Regions from separate parts of the Sus scrofa genome. Here regions 2, 3 and 4 are each linked to region 1. Evidence: chromatin contacts called from public Hi-C data. All regions are on one chromosome and are shown on one strand. Each heading gives the region's core, a stretch centred on a gene start, on an enhancer-like site or on the middle of the called end of the contact. The rest is flanking DNA. Distances are from core to core; before and after follow the strand shown. Region 1 has its middle 25 kb from the start of VIM. Region 2 overlaps CUBN (cubilin). Region 3 overlaps CUBN (cubilin). Region 4 overlaps CUBN (cubilin).

What was found. A called contact is a pair of places that touch in the nucleus more often than the background predicts.
Region 2: a contact with region 1 is called in a Hi-C map of embryonic fibroblasts, with 2.1 times the contacts expected there. The contact joins two enhancer-like sites. A contact is called at or near these places in 1 of 47 Hi-C or Micro-C datasets (embryonic fibroblasts) and 1 of 2 datasets of contacts at active chromatin or transcription factors (alveolar macrophages).
Region 3: a Hi-C map of embryonic fibroblasts shows a contact between it and region 1, with 2.7 times the contacts expected there. The contact joins two enhancer-like sites. A contact is called at or near these places in 2 of 47 Hi-C or Micro-C datasets (embryonic fibroblasts and skeletal muscle) and 2 of 2 datasets of contacts at active chromatin or transcription factors (alveolar macrophages and skeletal muscle).
Region 4: a Hi-C map of embryonic fibroblasts shows a contact between it and region 1, with 2.9 times the contacts expected there. The contact joins two enhancer-like sites. A contact is called at or near these places in 2 of 47 Hi-C or Micro-C datasets (embryonic fibroblasts and epiblast stem cells) and 1 of 2 datasets of contacts at active chromatin or transcription factors (alveolar macrophages).

The regions. Positions count from the first base shown.
Region 1 is chr10:43,538,240-43,544,854 of Sscrofa11.1, reverse strand. No RefSeq gene overlaps it. Among named protein-coding and RNA genes, the nearest start is that of VIM, 25 kb to the right of the region's middle. Within about 2 kb of position 2,499, at least 6 of the 83 cell types and tissues checked have an H3K27ac peak or open chromatin away from gene starts, as enhancers often do. A contact at or near this core is called in alveolar macrophages and embryonic fibroblasts, where this site is marked.
Region 2 is chr10:43,187,225-43,193,839 of Sscrofa11.1, reverse strand. It overlaps CUBN (cubilin), which reads left to right. Exons shown (of 68, transcript XM_021064811.1): 49 at 807-988. Among named protein-coding and RNA genes, the nearest start is that of CUBN, 220 kb to the left of the region's middle. Within about 2 kb of position 3,714, at least 4 of the 83 cell types and tissues checked have an H3K27ac peak or open chromatin away from gene starts, as enhancers often do. A contact at or near this core is called in alveolar macrophages and embryonic fibroblasts, where this site is marked.
Region 3 is chr10:43,240,581-43,247,195 of Sscrofa11.1, reverse strand. It overlaps CUBN (cubilin), which reads left to right. Exons shown (of 68, transcript XM_021064811.1): 34 at 2,340-2,453; 35 at 4,749-4,859; 36 at 6,289-6,417. Among named protein-coding and RNA genes, the nearest start is that of CUBN, 170 kb to the left of the region's middle. Within about 2 kb of position 3,540, at least 10 of the 83 cell types and tissues checked have an H3K27ac peak or open chromatin away from gene starts, as enhancers often do. A contact at or near this core is called in embryonic fibroblasts, where this site is marked.
Region 4 is chr10:43,269,872-43,276,486 of Sscrofa11.1, reverse strand. CUBN (cubilin) reads left to right here. Exons shown (of 68, transcript XM_021064811.1): 31 at 5,812-5,986. Among named protein-coding and RNA genes, the nearest start is that of CUBN, 140 kb to the left of the region's middle. Within about 2 kb of position 3,231, at least 38 of the 83 cell types and tissues checked have an H3K27ac peak or open chromatin away from gene starts, as enhancers often do. A contact at or near this core is called in embryonic fibroblasts, where this site is marked.

The DNA of each region.
Region 1 (6,615 bases), core at 1,250-3,749:
TAAGTGTCTGCAGCAGGTGGTATAAGAGCCTTGATGCTTTGCCCATACAATCCAGCTGACTTTTTCCTGTTGGACGAGTCCATGGTGTAATTTACGGGAAGTCCTAGTGGGAGAAGAATTATGCAGACCCCTAAGTTCTAAAGAAAGTCCATATCATCTGCAATGGAGAATTCTACATCTTCTGAGCAACAGCTCTCACCATGGACCCTAATAGGGATGGAAATGATACATACAGAATCGAGCCTGAGCTGGACCAGAGAGCGCAGGTAAGCTGCAGGAGCTGGTAGCCCAGACACCGTGTCACCGTCTGTGGTTGCATTGGTAGGCCTTCCTTGTAGACCTCCAGCTCTCCTGGGGCCATGTGGGGGAAGAAGTGCCATAAAACCAGCAAAAACTTGCACTTGGTGTACAGGTGGTTGGGCTCAGTTTGTGGGTAGAAGCTGGAATACCTGGTGGCTCTACTGCAGCCACATCCAGATGGCCTTGAAAGACAGTAGGGTGGGGATGGGAGCAAAGCTCTTCCTAATGAGTAGGGATGCCAGTGACACATCTGGCATAGAAGGCATAGCAGCTCAAAGTCAGACTATATAGAGATTCCTGGCCTGAGACCTACAGCGTGGCTAGCCGGCCAAGAGCCTGGAAAGAAGAGGCCTGGACCCTTAGATACAAGGAGGGCTGAGGGAGAGGCATATGGAGGGGACTATGGGAGATGCACAGTGTGAAAATTTTTGTATCAATTAATGCCAGCCAGAAAGCATCCCACCACAGAAGAAACACTGAACAACCATGTAGACAGAATGACTCTGCAGTTGACATTAGCCAGCCATCATGATCCACCACCTTGGAACTGAACAATAGCTAGCTAAACAGAATGGCCACAGTGGCAAACTTGGAGACTACACATGTGCCCAACGGTGTGGACACCCATTTCCCAAGGGCGATCCAGCTCCTGCTTACTCAGGTTAGTATGCTCGGGCCATGTTATAGCTTTGGAGGTTCTCTGCCCTTAAAATGCATGTTTCTTGGTCCAGCTACTATGGAGAAGAGTATGGAGGTACCTTAAAAACCAAAAATAGAGTTACCATATAATCCCGCAATCTCATGGTTATATGTTGGGAAAAAAAAAATTCTACTTTGAAAAGATGCATGCACCCCAATGTTTGTATCAGCACTCTTTACAATAGCCAAGACCTGGAAACAACTTAAATGTCCATCATAGAGGAGTAGATAAAGAAGATATGGGTGTGTGTGTGTGTGTGTAATGGAATATATAATTCCATATACATACACAATGGAATATTAGCCATTAAAAAGAGTGAAAATAATGGCACTTGCAGCAACATGGATGGACCCAGAGATTTTCATGCGAAGTGAAGTAAGTCAGACAGAGATAAATATATGATATCACTTAACATGTGGAATCTTTTTTAAAATGATGCAAATGAACTTATTTACAAAACAGACGTAGACTCACAGATGTAGAAGACAAACTTATGGTTATCAAAGGAGAAAGGGATAAATTAGGTTGGGATTAGCAGATACACACTACTGTATATAAAAGATATAACCAACAAGAACTGACTATATGGCACGGGGAAATATAGTCACTATCTTATAATAACTTATAATGGAAAAGAATCTGAAAAAGAATATAAATATATATATCTGAATCACTTTGCTGTATACCTGAAACTAACACAACATCCTAATAATTCAATAAAAAATTGTTTTGGGAAAAAACATACTTCTTTCTCCTCTGGGCAGCTAATTGGATGCTATACTTTATCTTCTCAAGCTTTGGCCTAAAGACAATAGTCCATCCTTGGCAGAAACATGATTATAGCATATTTTTAGAACACACACACACACATAAAAACAGTATTGGGATTAAAACTTTGTGTCATTTTGGTGGTCTCACATTTTACAAACTTTTGGGGGGGCTCACATTTTACGAATTCCAACTTGATTAATAGATCCATTTAAAAGAAGGTCCATTGGCCAAATCACATGAACATAGAGCTGCTTTGAAATAGGTCACCTTGTATTTTTTTCTTATCAACCATTTTAGATGCTGTTCCCATTACAAAATCTCATGTAAGCAGAAACTAAAATCTCATCAGCATGATATGGTCAAGAGGACTTTATGGTCAAGCCAAGAAATGTCATTACCCCTCGGTACTGAAAGCCAGGCCTTGGTCTGAGTATAACAAATTCTTGAGTAGAACAAACTGGAACTGCCTGAGTGACATTCTGTTTCAGCTCCGGTCTGGCAGTTTGACGCCAAAGAACTCAAACAGTCCCTGGTGGGCCTGAAAGTTGACCCCTCAGAACAGCCAGTGTGATTTGCTGAAACACATGGCAGTTAGAGCAAAAATTGCCTGTTTCTGTCAAACTCCACAGGGAGAAACATTTTGAAATGTATTCTGCCTGGAGCTGATTGCATCGTTTCATAGGCAGTTCACCCCATCTGCCACCTGGGGACAGCGTCAACCTCTCCATGTTTAGTTCTCACAGTAAACCAGTGTAAGATCCATGAGTCACAGGCAGAAAGAGGGTTTGTCTGGAGATGATGAGGAGAACATTCAGTTATCTGACTCGATCCGTGACCCTACATCTATTGTTGGTGGTCTATATTATCCACATTTAATTGGAATTGAAAGATGGGATTTGTTGGCTGGGGTGAAATAGACAATGAGTGGGAAAAGAAAGGCTTTGGAGATGGTCAAACATAATGCAAGCTTCCTATAGTTAATGTTAGACTTTATGTTAATATAAAATTAATTTTGCTTTTGGACGGTGAGCTATTAGGTATGGAATTTCTGAATTGTCAAGAAAATCTTTGGCACCTCAAGGGATGCGAAAACCATCCAGTCATTGTCTCTTTTTCAAGGTATATGTTGCTTCACATTCAGGACGACGGGGGCTGAAAGAGAAGGTTGGCTCTCTCTTATAGAAAGGCTTCAGGAAAAGCTTTGGATATACAATGGTATATCTCCCATTTAAGGGTCCTTCTCTCCATGATTTTCCAGTTAGATGGTTAGAACAGTGCCCAGTCTATCATAAAGCAAATTTCCATGTACTTGGTGTGATGAAGGGAATGCCTCTGTCCCCTCAAAATGCATAGGTTGAAAGCCCTAAACCCCAGTGTGAAGGTAGGTGGAGGGGCCTTTGGAGGTAATTAGGGTTAGATGAGGTCATAAGAATGGGGTCCGCACAATAGGATTAGTGCCCTTATAAGAGACCAGGAAGCCAGCTCTCAGTCTCTCTCTAACTCTCTCTGCCATAGGAGGTCCCAGGGAAAAGACAGCCATCTGCACACCAGGAAATGGGCTCTCATCAGATACCAAATCTACCGGCACCTTGATCTTGGAATTCTCAGTCTCCAGATCTGTGAGAAATACATGTTTGTTGTTTAATACACTCAGTTTATGATATTTTGCTATCATAGACCAAACTAAGATGCATGGGGTTTTGGGGGGGCGTGCTCTATGATATTCCCTTGAGGTCTATCTCTACACCGATATTACACCCTTTTATTTTACTCGAGTCCTATCTGGTAAGGCATATCTTTCCGAGGTAGTGTTCATCTAAAAGAGTGTCTTATTTCTTCTCATCCCTTTGCTTTTCTTTGCACGTAATTTGTCTGTGGGTAGTTTTTTCAAAGAAGCAGTGATATTCTTTGCAATTAATGACAGTTTTATCTCTTCTTTCTGTCATTATGCTTTTAATCTTTTTTTTTTTTTTTTCCTGTAGTGCAGTATTGGATAGGAGCAGAGAGAGTGGGCATCCTTGTTTTTCTTGGTCTTAAAGGGAATAATTCCATTATTTCATGATTGTTTTTCAAGTTTACTCTTGGTTTCTTTTAGCTATCTCATCGCAACTTAAAAAAGGGCCTCTATATTCCTATTTTGCTAAAAGTTTTTATAACAATTCGGTGTTGACTTTTATGGAATTTTTTTCTGTGTCTCTTAAGTAGATCATACGGTTTTTGTTTTTGTTTCTGTCTTTTCTAGGGCCACACCCACAGCATACGGAGGTTCCCAGGTTAGGAGTTCATCAGAACTGCAGCCGGCAGCCTATGCCACAGCCCCAGCAATGTGGGATCTGAGCTGCGTCTGTGACCTACACCACAGCTCACTGCAATACTGGATCCTCAATCCACTGAGCAAGGCCATGGATCGAACCTGCAACCTCATGGTTCCTAGTGGGAGTCGTTAACCACTGAGCCATTATGGGAACTCCCAAACTGGTTTTTAATATTAAAATAATCTCATATCCCTGAGCTGTCCTCAACATTTATTTTTATATGTTTAAAATACAGAAATATGTTTTAAAAATGTAGTGCTTGATTTGTGTAATGGTAAGAAAACTATATCACTTAACATCTCCTGTTTCAAGGAACCTAACTGATCCCAGTGTCATTCCTCTGGATTCACTACTACATTTGGGTCAAGGACACACTTCCCCTAGGCCGCCCCCAAACTATTGGCTGAACACAGTAAAGATAATAGTACTGACCCAGTCCTGTGGCACATGGAACTCATTTAACCAGCAACTAACTTGAGGACCTTCTGCGGGCTTTGCTGAAACTTAAATCTGTACTGCCGTCCGAGGCTGCTCCTAGTACTCCATCCTTCCTTCTCTCCTTTCACTGATGTCAGCCTAAAGGCTTACCTATCTATTCATATGTCTTTCATTTTATCTTTCAAAATAAATCTCTTGTACATCTAATTTCATCTTTTGCTGTTCAAAGAACCACAGCGAACACTAGTTGGTTTGCTGATGTTTTGTTAGGATAGTTGCGTCTCTATCCATGGATATAGTTGACCTGCAGTATTCATTTCCTACTGGGTCTTTGTCTAGTTTTGGAATTAAGTTATGCCATATTCACATAATGAGTTAGAAAATGTTCTCTCATTTTTATGATTTAAAACTGTTTGGGATGAACTGGAATTTCTACATTACATGTTTGGTAGACTTCAATTGTTGGGATATTTGTTCTTAATATTTTCTTTTAAGAAAGACTGTTCAGGTTTTCTTTATCTTCTCAAGTCAGTTTTGATTGAGACTTTTGATTTCAATCTCAACAGAGTACCTTGTATCTATGGCAATCTATAGTTTCCAAAGGTGGCCCCAACATTCTGTCTCATTCCACGTGCTTTCCTATAATGTGACCTTGCCACTCCCACATTGAGCAGTGGAGTCTGTTTCTGCACCCTTGAATTTGGGTCTTCTCTGTGACTGAGAGAATGTAGTGGAAATTATGCTGAGTTATTTACAGACATAGGCATTATCAAATTTGGACATTTCTGCTCCGGTCTCTTAGCAGCAAGTCACACTGTAAGAAGTATACCTTTCCTGAGACCATACTGTAAGGAGCCTCAGCCATGGATTATGAGACAATATGTGGAAAGTGAAAGAATCCAAGGAACACTGAGGCCTGAGAGTTAAGAATGAAGAAGTCCTCTTCTTCTATGTCCAGTCCAGTTAAGGCTTCCGATGACCCCAGCCTCAGCTACCACATGACAACAATGCCCTGATGATCCCTAGTAAATTCTTTCCAGCTGAGCCTGGTCAACCCACAGAACCACAGATTGTTCTCAGCTGCTGAGTTTTATAATTGTATAGTTCATAGTGGCAATTGATAACTGAATACCTGTCTACTCCTTGAAAACAACTATAATAATTGGAACACACACAACTGTGTAAAGCAACCAATACAGTCAAGAGTTGAGATTAAGAGTTTCTGTTGTGGCTCATCAGGTTAAAAACCAGTATAGTGTCCATGAGGATGTGGGTTCAATCTCTGGCCTCACTCAGTGGGTTTAAGATCCTGTGTTGCTGCCAGCTGTAGCGAAGTTCACAGCTATGGCTTGGATCTGGCATTGCTGTGGCTGTGGCATTCGACCACTAGCTCAGGAAATTACCTACCCTGCAGGTACAGCCCCAAAAATAAATAGATAAATAAATAAATAAAATGCCATTACTCGGCAGAAATTGTCACAACCTTTTAAATCAACTATATACTTCAATAAAACTTTAAAAAATTGTAATTAATAATAGATTCTCTCTAATCCTTAAGAGAAGCAAAGGCTCCAAAGTGAAATCCACATTCACTTGGCTTTTCCCAGGAGGCAGTTTCTGGATGAGGGAGTGAGCTCCCACATCAAATGAATGCTATTCTCACTGGGCTAAGTTGGCAGGGATTCATTCAAATTGTTGGCCAGCTCCTAGGCTGCGTATGTTCAGGTGAGACTCCGGCAAACCCAGCAGAAGACAGTAGCAGGAAAACTAAAAGCTGAGCCGAGATCTTAATACCTGCATAGTTCTGGAGAAACAGAGCCTAGAGTTTCTGCCACAGTGAAAGGTCTTTGACAAATGCCTCTGGGCTGCAGTTGAGACCCCAGAAATGTCCTGCGCTGGGTCTGAGGGACACACTTGAGAAGCGAGGACCTATTCTAAGCTAATGGACGAGGCCTAACACAAGCTAAAATTAACTGTACTTACCAGAGTCAAAGTGACCCACAGGTACTCCATTTACCTATAGAAAGAAAGCTTTTCTTCCTTTTCAGAGAATGAAAACATTGTCCGGGGCCTCAACAAGCATTCATTTAA
Region 2 (6,615 bases), core at 2,465-4,964, 350 kb after region 1:
AAAAAAAATGGTCATACCAGTAAATGAAAACTTACAACTTCCATCAGTGCTACAAAGGGAAGGAACTAAAGTTTTGGATGCTGTGAGGTGAGAGCCGTGCTCTTTATTCATTTTATGGAAGCCAGGTCCTCAGTGCTCCAGGGACTCCGAATCCGCATTCCAGATTCCCTTACAAACTCAGGTGAAATCACGGTCTTGTCTTGAGGGAGTTCCCATCATGGCCCCGTGCAAACAAATCTGACTAGCATCCATGAGGACACAGGTTCAATCTCTGGCCTCGCTCAGTGGGTTAAGGATCCGGCGTTGCCTTGAGCTGTGGTGTAGGTCACAGATATGGCTCGGATCTGGCATTGCTGTGGCTGTGGTGTAGACCAGCAGCTGCAGCTCTGATGCAACCCCTAGCCTGGAAACCTCCGTATTCCATGGGTGCAGCCATAAAAAGACAAAAAACAAAAGACTGAATCAAGGTCTTGTCTTGAACAAAATGGGACGATTACTTCAGCCTTCTGCTTTTCCCGATTCTTATGATTACTGCCTTTATTGATCTCTCATATTTATTGGGCCATGATGATAAAATGCTACCAGTGAGTGATCATCCATGGAAGCAGAGATGCAGAATAAATATCGCAGATAGGAGGTGAACACAGATGATCTCCATAAATTCTCGCGTGCACACGTGAGAAATAAGGGCAATGGTTTTGTCTAGAGGAACAATAAAAAGATGCTTCACTTTTGAGAACATTCCTTATAGGAAGGCCCTTTTGATTGGACTGGAAGTTTTCTTGTTTGTTTTCTTTTCCCTTCAGGGTGCGGTGGGGATCTCCAGGGCCCTACAGGAACGTTTACTGCCCCCAACTACTTGAACCCCAACCCTCACGGCTGGATGTGTGAGTGGAGAATCACTGTGCAGGAAGGAAGACGGGTCACCCTGACTTTGAACGACCTGAGACTGGAAGCCCATCCATTCTGCAATAGTGAGCATGTGGCAGTAAGTGTCCCCTGCAGTCAGGGACTTGATGGTCACTGTTTAAGGCACCGATTGACCCCTAAGTCATAGTCAGAAAATTAGGGATATTCCCCCCCTTCCCAGTGCAACTATATCTCGCACCAGTTCTAAGTGTTTTCGATAGAACGAAATCACAATAGACATTCACAATAAGAATTAAATAAAACATAGAAGCTGCTTTAAGAGACTATTAATTGTCACCATCTACAGCAGGCTCATAGGTCGGATACATTTTAGGAGTGATTGATCATTACAGGTAGCAAACCTGGGTAAACAGAGAAAAGTTAAGCCTATGGGTAACATGTCACTAAATGGGACCAGAGTGGCAGCACAAGCCGCCACCAAATGTGTTAAGCAGGTGAGTGCTCTCCTCTGCTGGACATTCCTAGTGACTCTTCTGGAAGATTGTGGCTCCCTGCTCTCCGGGTTGCCAAGCTCAGCCTTTGAGATTATGCCTTCAGCATTCCTAGCTTCCCCCAGCAAGTAAAGCAAATGAACCCCACGCTTGTTAACTGGGATGCCAGATGCGTGTGCACGTGTACTGGATTAATCGTAGATGAATATTGGTATATTTCTCCTCCCAGCTTGCTCTTTTTCCAAGTCTGTGTCATCTCAGTAAATAACTGTCCCAAACTTCTGGTGGCTCAGGTCCAAAGCCTTGATGTCTGTTCTGGGGTCCTTTCCCTCACACCTTGTACTATATCCACCAGCAAGTCTCAGTGGCTGGATCTTTAAGAAAGAACCAGAATCTGACTGTTACTGACCAGGGTTCTTGGCCTTCCTGAATCAAGATAAATTGATAAGAGGCCACAAAAGAAATTTTTTTTGGTATATTCTTGTCCATAATTCATCTCAGCTGCCCATGTACACAGTTGTTTTGAGTCCCTTATGGTTTCTTTGTATTTTGTTGCACGAGGAGATATTTGTCCAGGTCCAAGCCCTGCAGCAAAGGGTCCCAGGTCCCAGCCTGTCTCACCACTCCTTCTCGTTACCTCCGCATCCAGCACCATCACCACTCAGATTTATTACAATAACTCTCAACGGGTCTTCCTACTTCCACTCTTGTCTCTCTGCATCTCAGCACAGCAGCCAGTGCGATGAGTTTAAACCTATGTCACGCCATGTTGCCCTCCTTGAAAATCCTCTGATGGGCTCTCATCTGGCTCGGATGGAAGTCCCAAGTCTTCACAAAGGCCTGCCTGGCCTTGTATCATCTGCCGCCCCTTCCTTCTGCTACCCCCACGTCTCATCTCAATTCCCCCGCCCCCTGCTTGCTCACTGGGGTCCAGCTACCCTGGCCTCCTTTCTGTTCCTGGACTGTACTGAGATGCTCCCACAGCCAACTTCCCATGCACTGTGGGATCTGTCTGGAATGCTCCTCCCCAGTGCCTGCCTCAGTTCACTCTGGGCTCTGCTCCAATGATCATGAGGCCTTCCCTGAGCCCCTGCATGAAATAGACCCCACCCCACCTGGTCTGGCCCTCTCCCTGCATTCTTGGTTTCACTGCACACCCAGCTGACAGTCCACATATATGTTTGTCTGTGTATCGGCTGCTCCCCCGACTAGGATGGAGGGCACCATTGAGACGTGTGCTTAGTTTTGTTCCCTGCTGCATCCCCAGTGCCTGGCACGTAATAGACACAGCAGTTGTTGAAGGAATCATTAGTAGAAGGAATATCATTATCCTTTTCAAGAACAAGCTCCTTTTCTTTTCAGTTGCCTTGTCTCCTGCTGGGGAGTGAAATTCAAAAAATATGGAACATCTCTGTATTACTCTCTCTTTGTATTGCCCTAAAATGATCGTATTCAAGCCTCAAAAATCTTCAAATTTTACTCCTTCGTTCTAACATCTGAAGGATTGAAATGTTGTCTTTTATCAGATATTGGAAATCATGGAACCCAGTATGTTGTCTTTTATCCAGAAGCCAGAACATTTGGGACTAAGCTTGCTGATTTTAAAGGGACTTTTTTTTCCTATTGTTAAATGAATAATACAGAGACAAGAATGAAGTAGGGAAAAAAATTCACCATTCATACTATATCATATTTTAAAGCATTTTCTTATCTTTGCTTGGGCAGTGAATACTATTATGTAGTTGTAAGTGACAGAAATTCACTTGTATACTAATTTTCATCAATTTCTCTCATTATAAATATAATGGATGCTATTGAATGCTATTTGGAGAGTTCAGAAAATAAAAAAATATAAAAATACTTGGAATTACACAGCCATTACTAAATTTTGATGCCTATGCTAACAGTTTTTGGTTTTTTTTTTTTTCCTTTGAGGTCCTACTGAAATATAATCCTTCACAATCTTTTTTTTTTTTTTTTTTTTTTGTCTTTTTTTTTAGGGCCACACCCATAGCACATGGAGGTTCCCAGGCTAGGGGTTGAATCAGAGCTATAGCCGCCACCGGCCTATACCACAGCCACAGCCACAGCAAGACGGGATCCAAGCCATGTCTGTGGCCTACACCATAGCTCTTGGCAACACTGGATCCCTAACCCACTGAGAGAGGCCAGGAATCAAACCCACATACTCAATGGATGCTAGTCAGTTTCTTTAACCGCTGAGCCATGATGGGAACTCCAGTCCTTTGGAATCTTAGCAGCAGAATATTCTCATGCTCTACAGGAAGGATAATATGAAAAGTCATAGTTTCAGAACTCAACTAAAAAATAAATTTACGGCATCAACCACAAATTCTGAATCATGTCTTACTTCTCATTTCCCCATCTCTGAATCATAGATGCCAAAGGCACCCACTTTGAACTCTTTCAGCTACTTCTTTTGGTATTTATGTTGTTATTTCAAAATAATATCCCTCTTCTACACTTTCTCTGTTTTTTCTCTCTTAAGCATTATCTATTTATTTTTTTATTTTATTTTATTTTCCCACTGTACAGCAAGGGGATCAAGTTATCCTTACATGTATACATTACTTTTTTTTCCCCCACCCTTTGTTCTGTTGCAACGTGAGTATCTAGACAAAGTTCTCATTGCTATTCAGCAGGATCTCCTTGTAAATCTATTCTAAGTTATGTCTGATAAGCCCAAGCTCCCGATCCCTCCCACTCCGCCCCCTCCCATCAGGCAGCCACAAGTCTATTTTCCAAGTCCATGATTTTCTTTTTCAACTTTGCAAGATAAAGATTTAGCTGTCTTCAGACACCTCCGTACCATTACTGCAAATGCACACAGGGTCGTGTTCAGTTCACTTCCCACCGCCACCCCCAACTTCCTCCCCAAATACTCTCAGAGATGCTGTTTAAACTGTCATTCTTTGTTTGCATTACTTTGGTTATAGGGACTACTCCCACTTAAGCCAGGTCGTGTACTGTTGTAGCATTTGCTTTTGTTTTTTGGAGAAATAATCATAATTGTATCCTTTTTACACTTTTGTTGTTTTTTTTTTTTTTTTTTTGGTTTTCTGTGTATCTGTCACTAATTCTTCCACACTCTTTCCACTCCGGGTGTACATCCCCCGCCTTATATAATAAAACGCCTCTATTGGTTCCATTCGTTTTCCTTAGCAATGCTTTCCTAGAGCCTTTGCCCATCAGCTGCCAGCCTGATTCCCGCTGCCATGTCCAGAGCTCCCAGACTCATCAAATCTGCAAGTCCCTTCCTGCCACTCCTGGGCTGGGCTTTATGATATGTGCATTTCCCCTTCTTGGTTAATTTCCTCTTTTCGGTGAGGCACAGGCTCTTGTGGCTCCCTAAGGACGTGGGCATGGGTGATTATGCTTTTGAGGACGTGCATACCTGTAATTATCATTTCACCATCATTTTTTGACTATCAGACGATATCATATATATTCAATATCTTCACCTACATATGTGAATATTTTCGTCATAATTTCGAAGCTTTTTGTAGTGGCTCTTTGGGGGTCCATTTCCTTTAGGTTCCTCTTTCCTATTTACTTCCATTTGTCTCTGCCTTTTACATTGGATGGTTCCCTAAATGTGTGATCACCCTTGGCTGTTCATTCATATTTAAGAATGTAGTACTGGGACTTCCCGGTGTGGCCCAGTGGAAATGAATCCGACTAGTATCCAGAGGATGCGGGTTCAATCCCTGGCCTCGCTCAGTGGGTCAGGGGTCTGGCATTGCCGTGAGCTGTGGTGTAGGTCACAGACGTGGCTTGGATCTGGCATTGCCGTGGCTGTGGTGTAGGCCGGTGGCTGTAGCTCCGATTAGACCCCTAGCCTGGGAACTTCCATATGCTGCGGGTGTGGCCCTTCAAAAAAAGAATGTAGTACTAAAAACTTGCTGAGGATCTCTGTGTGCATGGCCAGGGGCTGTCAGCTTGAGAGGTTCACAGGAGGTGACCAAGGTGGGGACTTGACTATTGAAATAGGGGAGACTACAGATGTCATATTACAGGTCCATTCTCCTGGGGAAGTTAAAGCTCCATCAGAGAATCACTTCATTTCCGAATCTTTAATGCAATGCCCACATTCCCTTCCTTTGAAATATATTTTTGGACCCAGAGCACATGGAAGTTCCCAGGCCAGAGATCACATCCATGCCACAGCAGTGACCTAAGCCACAGCAGTGACAACGCCAGACGCTTAACCCACTGAGCCACCAAGGAACTCCTGACACAACTTTTTTTTTTTTTTTTTGTCTTTTTGCTATTTCTTTGGGCCACTTCCGCGGCATATGGAGGTTCCCAGGCTAGGGGTCGAATCGGAGCTGTAGCCCCTGGCCTACACCAGAGCCACAGCAGTGTGGGATCCCAGCCGCGTCTGCCACCTACACCACAGCTCACAGCAATGCCGGATCGTTAACCCACTGAGCAAGGGCAGGGACCGAACCTGCAACCTCATGGTTCCTAGTCAGATTCGTTAACCTCTGCGCCACGACAGGAACTCCCTGGCACAACTTTTTGTAGGTTCAGTGTTTGTTTTGTTTCCCTTTCATACTGCTCCCAACAAGGGGATGTGGCTTGCCCTCTATTTGGTTGAGAATGTGTCTGAAAGAAGGGAGGGAAGAAGGAAAGACAGAAAGAAGGAAGGAGAAAGGGAAAGGAGGAAGGGAGAGAGAAGGGAGGGATGCATCCTATGATCCACAGGTTGTACAAGGGCTGATGCAAGCATCTAGCTTCTGGACTAATACCTGTCCTCTAGCCTGAGCATCCTGTCCTCCAGTCCTCTAGATGGAGACGAGGAAAAGACCATCCTGGGTGCACTCTCGTGAGATGTATGCCAGCTTCTATTCCTGCTTTTAGCAAGTTTTAGAGCTTGCCCTGAATCTCATATACCTACCTCCTACCCTGTTGTTTGCAGGAAGTTATACAAACAGGCGTAGAGGAGGATCATGGAAACAGCACTCTGGTTGGTTCTAAAAGCAGGAGTCACATGATAAATGGATGCCTCACAATTTTTAGTCGCTGTGATTCTAAGCCCAGGGCAGATGTTGGGAAGGGATAAAGGCCATCGATCGTGGTTTGGCACATACACCGTTAGCCTTGCAGTTGCTAATAATCCCTTTTGATGCTGGCAGTGTGTTGCCCCTTCCTGTTTTCAGTATGATCGAAATACTCATCACTTTCTGTTTCCTTATGCATTACTCGGGGATTTGGAATCGAAGGGATAATT
Region 3 (6,615 bases), core at 2,291-4,790, 300 kb after region 1:
CACAAGTGACTAGATATAGTTCCCTGTGCTGTACAGCAGGACCTCATTGCTTATCTACTCCAAATGCAATAGTTTGCATCTATTAACCCTAGACTCCCACTCCATCCCACTCCCTCCCCCTTGGCAACCACAAATCTGTTCTCCAAGTCCATGAGTTTCTTTTCTGTGGAAAAGTTCATTTGTGCCATATATTAGATTCCAGATATAAGTGATACCATATGGTATTTGTCTTTCTCTTTCTGACTTATTTACTCAGGATGAGGGTCTCTAGTTCCATCCATATTGCTGCAAAATGGCATGATTTGTTCTTTTTCATGGCTGAGTAGCATTCCATCATGTATATATACCACATCTTCTTAATCCATTTATCTGTCAGTGGACATTTAGGTTGTTTCCATGTCTTGGTTATTGTGAATAGTGCTACAATGAACATACGGGTGCGTGTATCTGTTTCAATTAAAGCTTTGTCCAGATATATGCCCAAGAGTAGGATTGCTAGATCATATGGTAGATCTATATTTAGTTTTCTGAGGTACCTCCATACTGTTTTCCATAGTGGTTGTGCGGGAGCTTGGGCTTATCAGACACAACTTAGAATAGATTTACAAGGAGATCCTGCTGAATAGCATTGAGAACTATGTCTAGATACTCATGTTGCAACAGAAGAAAGGGTGGGGGAAAAACTGTAATTGCAATGTATACATGTAAGGATAACCCGACCCCCTTGCTGTACAGTGGGAAAATAAAAAAAATAAATAAAATAAATAAAATAAAATAGGCAACACAATTCCTACTTTAAAAAAAAAAAAAAAAAAGACTTGCTTCTAATGTTAGAGTCAGGTTCTAACCCTTGAGGCAGTGGTTGCCCTCCACCTGAAGAATCAATATTGTTTTCTCTTGTTTTTTGTTTTTAAAATTTATTTGTATTATTATATTTTTGGCCATGCCCAGGGCATGTGGAAGTTTTCTTTTTAAAATTTATTTGTATTATATTTTTTGGCCATGTCCCAGGCATGCAGAAGTTCCTGGGCCAGGGATCAACCTGTGCCACAGCAGTGACAATGCAGAATCCTTAACTGCTAAGCCACCAGGGAACTCCCATTGTTTTTTCCTTAAGTCTCCACTTCCTACTAAACCTTTTCACCCATTGCCTCTCATCTGGGATTTTTAGAGACTGACTGTCAGAGATGGAACCCAGAGCTAGAGGAGTGGCTTGTCATTGGCTTCCGTGCGCCTCCAGTTTTCATTCCAATAAGCCTTGTCATTTCCAGTAAACATGCTCTGTTTAATCACTTAGCCCATTTCAGTGGACTTGCTCATATTCTATAGTAAAGAGCCCTGGCCAAGGATAGTTTCTGCATGGAGGCATCCAGAAGACACACCATAGACTTTGGAGACAAACTGCAGAGTTCTTTCAAAGAAGGAACAATTTCTTAAGTTTTTCTTTCCATTTAATTCATCAGCTACCTTTTGCTTCATAGTAAAAAAAAATCCCCAACAGGTGTTCCCTGGGCTATGCCAGCAGCCTCCTCAGTGTCATCCACTCTTTTCGCATATTCTCCAAAGTCACCTTACAGTAATGAGTTCTGATCATGACCTTCAGGGATCCAATGTCTGTCCTGGCTCCACACCCACTAGAGAATGGAACCCAAGCATCTCTGGATGTTCCCCCATGGGCTCAGAATCTGCCCCCACCTTTTCCCAGCATCACCCTCACCCTCCTCCAGCGTGCCACGCTTCAGCCAAGTCTGTGTGGTGCAGCCCCCACCCTCCTCTCTGTCTTTGCTCGGGCTGCCCCCTCCGTGGACCACTCTTCCTCTCCCCCTTGTTCCTCCTTCAGCCTCTGTCTCCTTCCAAGATGCATCACACTCCCCCCACTTGGGAGCAGACTCCCCGACTTCTACTCCCACTGAGCTTCGCCTGTCCCGGATAACCTACGGCCACCCTTGTGAAGTCAATTGGGTATTTATTTTCCTAAAAGAGATGTTGGTTCGTAAAGAGGTTATCCCTATGCTTATAATTTACAAGTGGGCAGAGTACGTGAATCAGTGCCAGCATCTTGTGGAGTGATTCAGGCAATTCGTAGCCATTTAATCTGCTGTTCTTAGCCACTGCCCACTTCCTGTAATTGAAGAATAACATGACAGATGTAGAGCACATCCCCACTTTCTCATGGTTTATGTGCAGCTTCCTTGGCCAAGAACGTCCTCGGCATAAAAAAAAAAAAAAAAAAGAAACGAGGAGACATCACTTCCATTTTCATTCATCACATAATTGCTCAGTAGAGCCAGGAGCAATCCAACGTGCCTGACATACGTGTGTGCTTGTGTGTCCCTTAGCCTGTGGCGGCCACATCCTCACCGACTCCTTCGATACCATCTCCTCTCCACGGTTCCCTGCCAGCTACCCAAACAATCAGAACTGCAGCTGGATCATCCAAGCTCAGCCTCCGTGTAAGTAACCAAAATAAAAAAAGAATCCAGGATGCATGGAGTCTGTGGGAAAAGCCAGCTGTGACTCAGGCCCTTATCTCTTCCATGGTAACAATGGATGGCCTTCCTCTTCTGTTTTTGGAAGTCTCAGTTCCTGATGTGCACGAGAACAGGATTTCCTATTCTAAGAGGAAATCATTTTTACTCTTTATTCTTAATTTTCCTTTTCAAAAAAAAAAAAAAAAAAGTTTCAAGGCCCAGCCAAGGAAACCAAACAAAACCAAACCCTGTAACCTTGTTGAAATGACAGACACGTGAAATTGGGGCAAGCAAAAGTAATGGAGAAAGTAGTCACTTGGGGGCCTGTGCCTTGAGTGCATTAGATGCTCAAGGCAGTTGCCGAATGAAAAAATGAATAATAAGAACCATGAAGTCGAGAATGAATAACTCATAGTTGGGAATGCAGTACCATGAGCCATGGGTCTTCAGCCAAGGCGGAGGTTCATTATAAAACCTGGTCTCGCCACCAAGACATGTGTTTTCAAGAATCCCAGCATAGGCCTTGAAGAAACATTTCCTAAGTGCTTCCACTATTTTCTTTTCAGAATCCTAGAGTCTTCTGTTCTGATCTGGTAATAATCTGCTGGTAAAGATTAGTGTCCACATTTTTTTTTCTTTTTTTCTTTCTTCTTCTTTTTTTTTTTTTTTTTGTCTTTTCTGTCTTTTGAGGGCTGCACCCATGGCACATGGAGGTTCCCAGGCTAGGGGTCAAATTGGAGCTGTAGCTGCCGGCCTATACCACAGCCATAGCAACGGGGGATCTAAGCCGCCTCTGTGACCTACACCACAGTTCATGGCAACGCCGGATCCTTAGCCCACTGAGCAAGGCCAGGGATCGAACCTGCAACCTCAATGGTTCCTAGTTGGATTCATTTCCATTGTGCCGCCGTGGGAACTCCACGTTTTACAAAGAAAATGAGGAGACCCCTCAAGACACAAGTGAAATGATTGCAAAGGGTAATTCTGGGTCCATTATGAATCCTGTTTCCAATAAGCCCTGCCCTGCCTTGAGGTTTTCAGGAAAAATGTATGATTGCAGACATAATGTGGGAAAGGCATTACATTCTTGCCTTTCAGAGTCATTCTTGACTCTGCTCTAAAATGAATGACCTCTGTGATAATAGGCAAGTCACTAAAGCTCACCAGGCCCCATTAGCTAATCTAAAAAATGAAGTATCTGGCGTTAAGTATTCTCTAACATTTTTCCTAGGGATGTTAAGCATTCCCAAAAGGCTCTCTTTACTGCCCTGCATGTAAATCTGGGGGTTGGTGAGGAAATCCTTAGCCAGAGAGAGTGGCCAGCCAGCCAGGAACTGAGAAAGAAGACCCCTGCCTTGAGGCTAGCAGTTTTATACCTAAGGATAATTGCTACTGAGGGGTGAAGTGTTTAGATGAAAGATCTCACAGGTTCAAAGAAAAACCAAAGGGAAAGGTACCCCAACATGTACTGTTCTGCACATTATTCGAAGCTTTCTGTATAGTGACTCGACCTCTAGGCCCCTGGTTCTGGCCTTAAAGTCAATCCGAGAATGCTAGGAGACGTGCACCAGGGGAAAGATGGGATGCATTTATAAGCACAGGTAAAGAGTCAGAATCTAAGGAAACTATTCTATTATGAAAAGTGCTTCCGAGAGGAACAGAGCAATGGCTGATACGTTCCCCAGAGTCCGTGGAATAAGCCTACCCAAGGGTCCTCTACCTTACCAGTAGCAGCATTTCAGATTCTGCAGGGTTTGTTTTTTGTTTATTTGTTTTTGTTTTTTGTTTTTTGTTTTTTTTTTTTTTTTTTTGCTTTTTAGGGCAGCACCAGCAGCATATGGAAGCTCCTAGGCTAGGGGTCGAATCGGAGCTGCAGCTGCCAGTATACGCCACAGCCACAGCAATGCTGGATCCAAGCCACATCTGGGACCTACACCACAGCTCACAGCAATGCCAGATCCTTAACCCACCGAGAGAGGCCAGGAATCGAATTCGCATCCTCATGGATACTAGTCGGATTCATTTCCGCTGTGTCACAAGGGGAGCTCCTAGAGGCATTTTTAAAACCATCGATTCGGTTGCCCTTCACAGGAAAGCTTTTACCAGAACCGGTTCCTTTTCCTCCTCTCCGCCCCCCATGCCCTCCCCCCCATCTTCCACATTCACTGCTTCCCTGCTGAAGAAGCTGCCGGAGAATCATCCGAGGTAAAAATCTTATTCGCTGTGTGTTTCGTTTGCCAGAACGTCATTAAACAGTCTCCCCTTTTCTCCTTATAGTCAATCATATCACCCTCTCCTTCAGCCACTTTGGGCTTGAAAGCAGCAGCACATGTACCCGGGACTTTGTAGAAATTTTGGACGGCAGTCACAGTGATGCGCCCCTGCGAGGTACTGCCCGCTCCCTCATTTGCATCTGCGACCTTGGCTTGTTTCAGTGTCTATGCTTACGGAGGTGTGTGCTGTCGCTGGGGTTTAGAATGTGTCCAGTCATGATGAAGAACAGCTTGAGCCAAGTAAAGATAATGAGAGGCTAAGAAGGCAGGCGTTAACGTGGGATTCCAGAAACTCAGCTGGTTCAGATTCAAGGACACACATAGTTTATGGGCTTTTTTTTTTTTTTATTATTATTGAAAAGTTGCGACTGCTTTGGACAGTAGTGAAATGCAGTCCATTCTGGCACTAGAGAGCATTTCCGTGAGAAATTTCTTGCTGATAGTTGATCACTGTTCTTGTATTCAAATTGAGCATGTTTCTTCTGGTTTTGTCCTCAGTGGAAGCAAACTAATAGATGAATGAATGGATGGATAGATAGATACATAGATACTTAGACAGACGGACAGACAGCCTAGAGTTCTGTTTATAGGACATCCCAGTAAAATTAAAGATTGCTGCCTTCTAGTTTCTGAAATGTCCTCAAGCAAAATGATTGCAGATTATTTAAACTTTCTTCACGAGTCTCTCCTTTTGACCTTCACCGTGCAACCTGAAGTGAAAGACCAGCTGCATCAGAAAAGGGATTTGGTTTTGTGACTTTGTCTCCAGTGCCCGGAACAGTGCCTGAGATGAGAGTAGGCAATTGAGAAATGGTCTCTGTTCTTTGCCGATTTCTGATTGTATTCCTTGAGATCTTTGTCTATCAGCATTTGACCAAGGATGAGAATGTGCTTACCTGGGACTAGTGTGCTCTTCTAAAAACCTTATCAATAGTACCTGAATTGATCCTATACCCTGATGACACTGGGTTTCATTGCTCACAATGTTGCCTTTGCTTGAGTGGAAGAACAGAACAGGCACAGAGAACTGAAGTAGCCTGACTCCCATCACATGGCTAGTAAACAGTGGAGCCAGGAGTTGAATCCAGGTGTTCTGGCCCCAACATCCACACACTTCTCTGCTGTTATATATCTTCACTGAGAATTAGCACATATATTTGTGCAGATCCCTACCGCCCTGGAGAGCTTAGCATTTGGAGGTCATCCACGTTTCTTATTTCCCCCTACTAATATTTATCTTATTTATAAATCATCTCCCCTATACTTATGTTTATAGTTTTAAAAAAAAATACTTTTTTTTCCCATTATAGCTGGTTTACAGTGTTCTGTCAATTTTCTACTGTACAGCATGGTGACCCAGTTACACATACATATATACGTTCTTTATAGTTTATTTTGAATCGTCGGGCAGCATCCCAAACCCTGACCCCAATTTAAATGGTGCTCTTAAGAGTCCTTTTCTGTTGGCTTTGGTCTCTTGCGATTCTAGTAGATGTGTTCACATGTCATCACTCATTCTCTTTGTCATTGTCTTCACTATCTAGGCCGCTATTGTGGCTCCTCCATGCCCCATCCCATCACTTCCTTCGGCAATGCCCTGATGCTGAGGTTCGTCTCAGATTCTTCAGTGAATTTTGATGGTTTCCATGCTACCTATGTGGCATCAACATCAGGTAAGAGATGAACAAGTGGCACTGCCGGGTTAAGAGGAAGGTATGGAAAATCTTTGATTTGTCCTGTGGGACTCCTCTAAGTTCAGAGTTCGGAACTAGTTTCCTGAGATCACTCCTACAATGAACCTTACCGTCTCCCAAATTAGGTTAAGGTACTCGTAAATCCTGCAAGTAGTGAACTCTCCACCACATCTTCTG
Region 4 (6,615 bases), core at 1,982-4,481, 270 kb after region 1:
TCCCTGTGGACTCCTTGGGCTTAATCCTGCCAGGCCTCTGAGGTCTGCTCATCAGAATCATCCCTCTAAGAAAAGTCCCCCAAATCCATTCCCATTGATGGAGGTGGCACCTGGGATTGTCAGTGCCCCACACTTCCAGTCTGAGAAGGCTTCCTTAGGAAGGGCAGTGGTGGCAGAGTTCAGAGAGGAGGCAGAGCTTGGGGCAGGACCTGGCAGTGGGCAGAGGAATCCCCCATGACTTTTTTTTTTTCTTTCTTTTTTAAAGTTCTTTTGAATCATTTTTTATTAGATTCTGCATATTAGTGATCTCATGTATTTATCTTTCTCTGACTTACTTCACTTAGATAATTTCTAGGTCCATTCGTTTTCTACAAACAGCGTTATTTCATTCTTTTTTTATGGCTGATATTCCATTGTATGAATGTACACCACATCTTCTTAAACCAGTCATCTTTTGATGGGCACATGGGTTATTTCCATGTCTTGGCTATTGTAAATAGTGCTAAATGAACATTGAGGTGCATGTATGTTTTCAAACTATGGTTCCTTGGGATATATGCCCAGGAGTAGGATTGCTAGGTCACATGGTAGTTGTATTTTTAGCTGGGTTTTTTGTTTGTTTGCTTGTTTTTGTTTTGGTCTTTTGTCTTTTTAGGACTGCACCTGCAGCATACAGAGGTTCCCAGGCTAGGGGTCAAATCGGAGCTGTGGCCGCCAGCCTACACCACAGCCACAGCAACTTGGGATCTGAGCCGTGTCTGCAAACTACACCACAGCTCCCAGCAACGCCGGATCCTTAACCCACTGAACAAGGCCAGAGATTGAATCTGCATCCTCGTGGATGTAGTTGGGTTCATTAACTGCTGAACCACAGCAGAAACTCCTGTTTTTAGTTTCTTAAGAAACCTCCATACTGTCCTCCATATGGTTGCACCAATATACATTCCCACCAGCGGGATGGGAGGGTTCCCTTTTCTCCACACCCTCTCTGGCATTTATTATTTGTAGACCCTTGATGTTGGCCATTCCAAGACGTATGACGTGATACGTCGAAGTAGGTTTGAATTACATGATAGCTGTAAGACAGAACACAACAGTGGGTTCACATTTTTTCCAATAATTAGTGCTGTTGAGTTTCCTTTCACATGCCTGTGACTTTTCCAACACGGCTGTGAATGGTTTATCTCAGATAATTCCATTGGCCTTTGAGAACCGATTGTAATCAGCTGTCGACTACAGGCGTCTAGTCATTGGATGACTTCCTAGGGCACTGGAAACGTCCGTCCCCTCTGCTATAGGGGCTGCGGTGGCCGGTCACCACAGGGTTCTGTGGTCTGGTAGACTTAAGCTCCATGAGGCCCGGGGATTTGTTTGATTTTATTTTATTGTTTCTTATGGCTATACCCCCAGAGCCACAGAGCCCTTGGCAAATAGTAAACACCGGATATATATTTGCGAGATAAAGGAGAACGTTCAAGTCTCTGATTGAACCACCGTAATAATGTACATTTTTGGGCATTTGCAAAGGGATTTTGACATCCATTTTCCAATTTGGATGTCAACTGATCCTAGGAGATCGGAGAGGAATTCGGTCCCCATTTGACTGTTGTCAAAACAGAGGCCCAAGACAGTGGATGGGTTTTTCCACAGCCACAAGGCTGGTGAGTAGAAGAGCTGAGAACTGAGTCCGTCCACTGCGACACTCTGCACGGCAGCCAGGATAAGAAGGTAGAGGCGGGCAGTGTGCAAGCTATTGAAATGCGTGGCTTGTTTACAGGACTTTTGAAAGACCTTACTTAATTCCAAAACAAGTTCTCTCCTTGAAAAGAAATCGGGTCCTCGCAGACCCTCTCTGAGTGGGCGCAAGGTCCCCAGGAATTGCCTTAGCAGCTCAAGTCTCTGCAAAGGAGAACAATGCTGCAGTCCGTGAAATCTGAGACAGCCGCTGAGTCCTTGGGCCAAACCTGTACCCTTGGCCTCTCGGAAGTCCTGCAGCCCCGTCACGGCTCCAGCTCCGAAGAGGAGCAGTTTCTTAGAAGGAGAGAACAGGGCGGCTCCCGAAATTCACACTCAGGGTGTGAAGTAGGAATAACCATCACCCAGCTCCATCTCTCGGTCCCCGGACCGTCCCTGGAACGTCCCCGGCTCCATCTCTCGGCATACACCCCTTCGCAGGCACAAAGGGCTGGCAGTGGACCTTTCCACACTGCTGTGCAGTCTTCCTCACCCTTGATTTTCACGTCCCACAGCCCGTGGGATGGTTGCCCGCTTGGCACAACGTAAATGAGTTCATTGTGCTTTGGCTTTGTCACACCCATTACGTGAGAAAGCGAAGAGCAGGGCTGTTCCCAGCAGGCAGCCCTGGGACAGAGGGACAAAGGGAGAGCCCCGGGGGTTGGGGGGGTGGGAGATGGGGGAGGTGGGGGGAGCAACATTCAGACAGGGTCCCGCACAGGATGGGCTATGAGAAGAGGCTGCCGTCTGCTTGGGGCTTACGTTTTTCAGGACAGTTTGAACACAGGTCCCCTGTGTTCCATCAAACCGGGGTTTGAGGGCCTATTTGAAGGCCCTTAAATGTTTGGGAAAGTTTTTTTCTTCAGGCTGCAGCGAGTACCCCTTCCTGACTTCCCCCTGCCTCCTCCCCATCCTGTTGGACATCTCTGCAAATAATCAAGAAAGTACTGGAATGGATTGGGGCTCATGAAGATAAAAGGGACTGTTTCCATCCCTCATACCATGGATGCTGATAACATATGAGCATCAGGTTTCAAAATATTTCGCTCCTGGTGGCTGCGTGGCCTAGAAACATTGCAGACTTTGTCCCTCTGTCTGTCCTCGGCCTGCACATCCCCCTGTCCGGTTCTGCTGAGCACAGCCGAGTAGGACCTCACCGTCACCGGGCACGGGGCTTACCAGGGTCTCACCACGTTTCACCGAGAATCAATCTATTTTCCTCTCAAAAAACCAGTGTCCAGAGAGTGGCCCATCGCATTAAGCAACCGCCATGTGGTTACTCATAACCCTGGAATGCTGACTTGATTGTAACAATAAATGGAGCTAACAGAGCAGAAAGAACTGTTCAAAACAGATTAAAACCATAGGCTTTGAAATGTTCTATATCCTGAGCCTTTGCTAAAAACACATTTTTTAATCTCTGATCATCAGACCCATTCTTCTTCCCCCTGCAAAGTTGAGTCATACCCTGTAATCCAGCGCACCGCGCCCTGAAATTCTTTCCATCTTTTCGCACTCTTTTGAAGCGTCATGTGCTAACTGTTGGGATTTTTTGTGGAAGCCCACAGTGCCCTTCTGTCATTTCAGGGAGAGAAGCACTGGCTGATGTCACTTGGGCCCCCGAGAAGGGAGCCCGCATGGGGCCCAGAGCAGATGAGAAAGCCATTCCTGGGGGAGAAACAGACAGTCGCGGGTGTGGACAGTGAGTGGCCTCTGGTCTGTCCTCCCCCATCCAGTGAGCCTGGCTCAGTAAGAGGGGAAGCAAAGAAGGTCAAAGGCACAGTGTTTATTCTTCTGGAGGCTTCCAGGGCCCGGCCGACTCATACCCGTCACGTTGTGATCTCAGGAGGACCCTGAACAGGAAAAACAGAACATTTTGTTAACAAGCGAGTTTTATTTGTTGAAACTCAACCCTTGTGTCCAGAGTTCTCTCCAAATAGGTGCTATTTAGGGAGGCGATGCTGGGGACACAGACTTTGGGTTTCTGCTCTAAGGACAGAGCCCAGCCCAGGGGGCAGGGGACCCTCCAGAACGGGAAAGCAGAGTTCTGTTGTGGTGCAGTGGAAACGAAGCTGACTAGTATCCATGAGGATGCGGGTTCGATCCCTGGCCTCACTCCGTGGGTTAAGGATTTGGCATTCCTGTGAGGTGTGGTCTAGATCACATATGCAGCTCTGATCTGGTATTGCTGTAGCTGTGGCATAGGCTGGCAGCTGAAGCTCCAATTTGATCCCTAGCCTGGGAACTTTCGTATGCTGTGGGTGAGGCCCTAAAAAAGAAAAAAACCAAACAACGGGGAAAATAGCACCAAGCCAGAAGCAGTCTGGTTTCCCCCTTTTGCGCATGTGTACATGTAAAGGGCCACACAGGGCCCTCCCTCCGGTACTGCCTCTGATGGGATTTAGGGGGCCCCCCTTCCCCAAACAGAGCTCCTCCTCATGAAAATCAGCACAGAGCAGGCTGCTTGCTTCATTCCTTTGCAATTTGGCCCTTGTGTTCAGCCCTCCCTAGAACAGCAGTTTCATTCAGGGCAGCCTTTCCCGCATGGCTGGGGGGAATTCATCAGACAAAGAAATCATTATGGATTCAAATCACACACTCCCCACAGAAGGAGCCTGCCTGTTCTCACTCTTTCCCCAGAGAACTCTTGAGTGATGCCCTCGGGGTGGGCAGAGCCCAGGGGCCTGAGGACCCAGCCAGCCACATAGACAGTGGGGGGTGGACCCAGATCCCGGATGCCTGAAACCTCCCAACAAAAATGGCCTTTCTCCTACAAATTCAGGTTTGGTAAGGTTGAAAGTAGAGGGTCTGCCTCTTCTGTTTGATTCTTAGCTTCACCTCCCCCCCACCCCCCGCCCCGAACACCCTGGGTCTCTGAGGGGCCCTTGAGAAACCCACATACGAGGCACCCCAGAGGCCCTACCTGGGCAGGGCTAGACCTCCTGTGACCTGCTGGACATGAGACCAGGCCCTGCTTGCTGTCAGGAAGGTATCACTGGGGTGTGGGGTCCAGTCAGGCAAATAATTGCAAATAGGAGGAGCCTCGAAGATCTGAGGACAAGTGAGACAGACCTATTGGGCAGCGTCCAGGGCAATTCCTGAGCAGAGGCTGAATGCTCTTGATCTTGTTCCTGTGAGGGTCCTGCCATGAGCCAGCACCAAAAGGATCTGTAGGATTTCCTTCCCAGGCTATTCCAGAACTCACTCATAGAGATTACATTTTCACTCCTTCTGAAGGAGCAAAAATATTGTATTAAGAGCCTAGTCTTATGGAATAGTCAGATTGCAAAAAAAAAAAAAAAAAAGAGAGAGGGAGAGAGAAGGGAGTTCCCAATATGGTGCAGCGGTAATGAACCTGACTAGTTTCCATGAAGATGCGGGTTCGATTCCTGACCTCCCTCGGTGGCTTAAGGATCCGGCATTGCAGAGAGCCATGATGTAGGTGGCAGGTGTGGCTCAGATCCTGCACTGCTGTGGCTATGGTGTAGGCTGGCAGCTGCAGCTCCGATTTGATCCCTAGGCTGGGAACTTCTGTATGCTTGTAGGAACTTCTATATGCCGGCCCTAAAAAGCAAAAAAATAAAAAATAAAAAAATTCAGATTGCAAATAGAAAATCTTAAATATGTAACAGGGTGATCAATAGCCTTCAGTGAACAAATAAAATGGCTTTATGCTAAGACTATTCCTATGGGCTCAGAAGCATTAGAAAATCAGACTTGATACTGTATTATCTGTAGGCGTCTTGCCAAAGAAAGCAGGAAGTCCTATGAAGACTTGAAAAAGGGGAGGAGGGGAGATAAGGAAGATTCTGGAATCTTCTACTCAGTTCAGCCCTGCAGTTCTGGCTGATGAAACACCCACGTGTCTCATGGGCAGGTGAACTTAATTCAGAGGGCAGAGGGAGTGCCTTTGAAAATTGAGCTCAAGTTTACAGTTCATCCCCAGCCAGTGGGGGGCTGAGCTTTCAATCTCTAATAATAATAGAATCTAAAGGCTGGTGGTCAACGGGAGTCAGGGGAAGGACTGTAATTGCAAAATAGCTCTCTCAAATTCTTTTTTTCTACACCCCATCACAGATCTATGGAGGCCCTGACTTCCACTCTCCCAGGATAGCCCAGCTTTGTGTGCAGAGATCAGCTGAGAACCCCATGCAGGTCTCCAGCACTGGGAATGAGCTGGCCCTCCGATTCAAGACCGACAGCTCTGTAAACGGGCGAGGCTTCAACGTCTCCTGGAGAGCAGTCCCTGGAGGTGCGTGATCCAAGGAGGCACCTCAAAATACTTCAACCGATCCCTTGTTTATTTTATTTTTAAAAAATTTTTAGGAGTTCCCGTCCTGGCGCAGCAGAAAGGAATCTCACTAGGAACCATGAGGTTGTGGGTTCAATCACTGGCCTCGCTCAGTGGGTTAAGGACCTGGCATTGCTGCGAACTGTGGTGTAGGTTGCAGACATGGCTCAGATCCTGCGTTGCTGTGGCTGGGGTGTAGGCGAGCAGCTGTAGCTCCGTTTTGACCCCAGCCTGGAAATCTCCATAGGGCCGCGGGTGTGGCCCTAAAAAGCAAAAAAAAAAAAAAAAGAAAAAAGAAAAAAAGAAATTTCAAATTATAATTGATGTACAATGTTCTATCAATTTCTGCTGTATAGCAAAGTGACCAGTCATATGTATATATACACTCTTTTTCTCATTTTATTTTCCATCATGTTCCACACCCTTGTTTAATTTCATAACATGTTCAAAGAGCTGTGAGGAGGCTGTAGCCTCATGACTTTGTACTTCCCTAATGGCATATACTGCTTTGACATACATATATGCTTCGCTGAAACATGCGATGGAGCTTTTAACTTCCCAAGAGTCACCTCATCCATGAAAACCAGTCC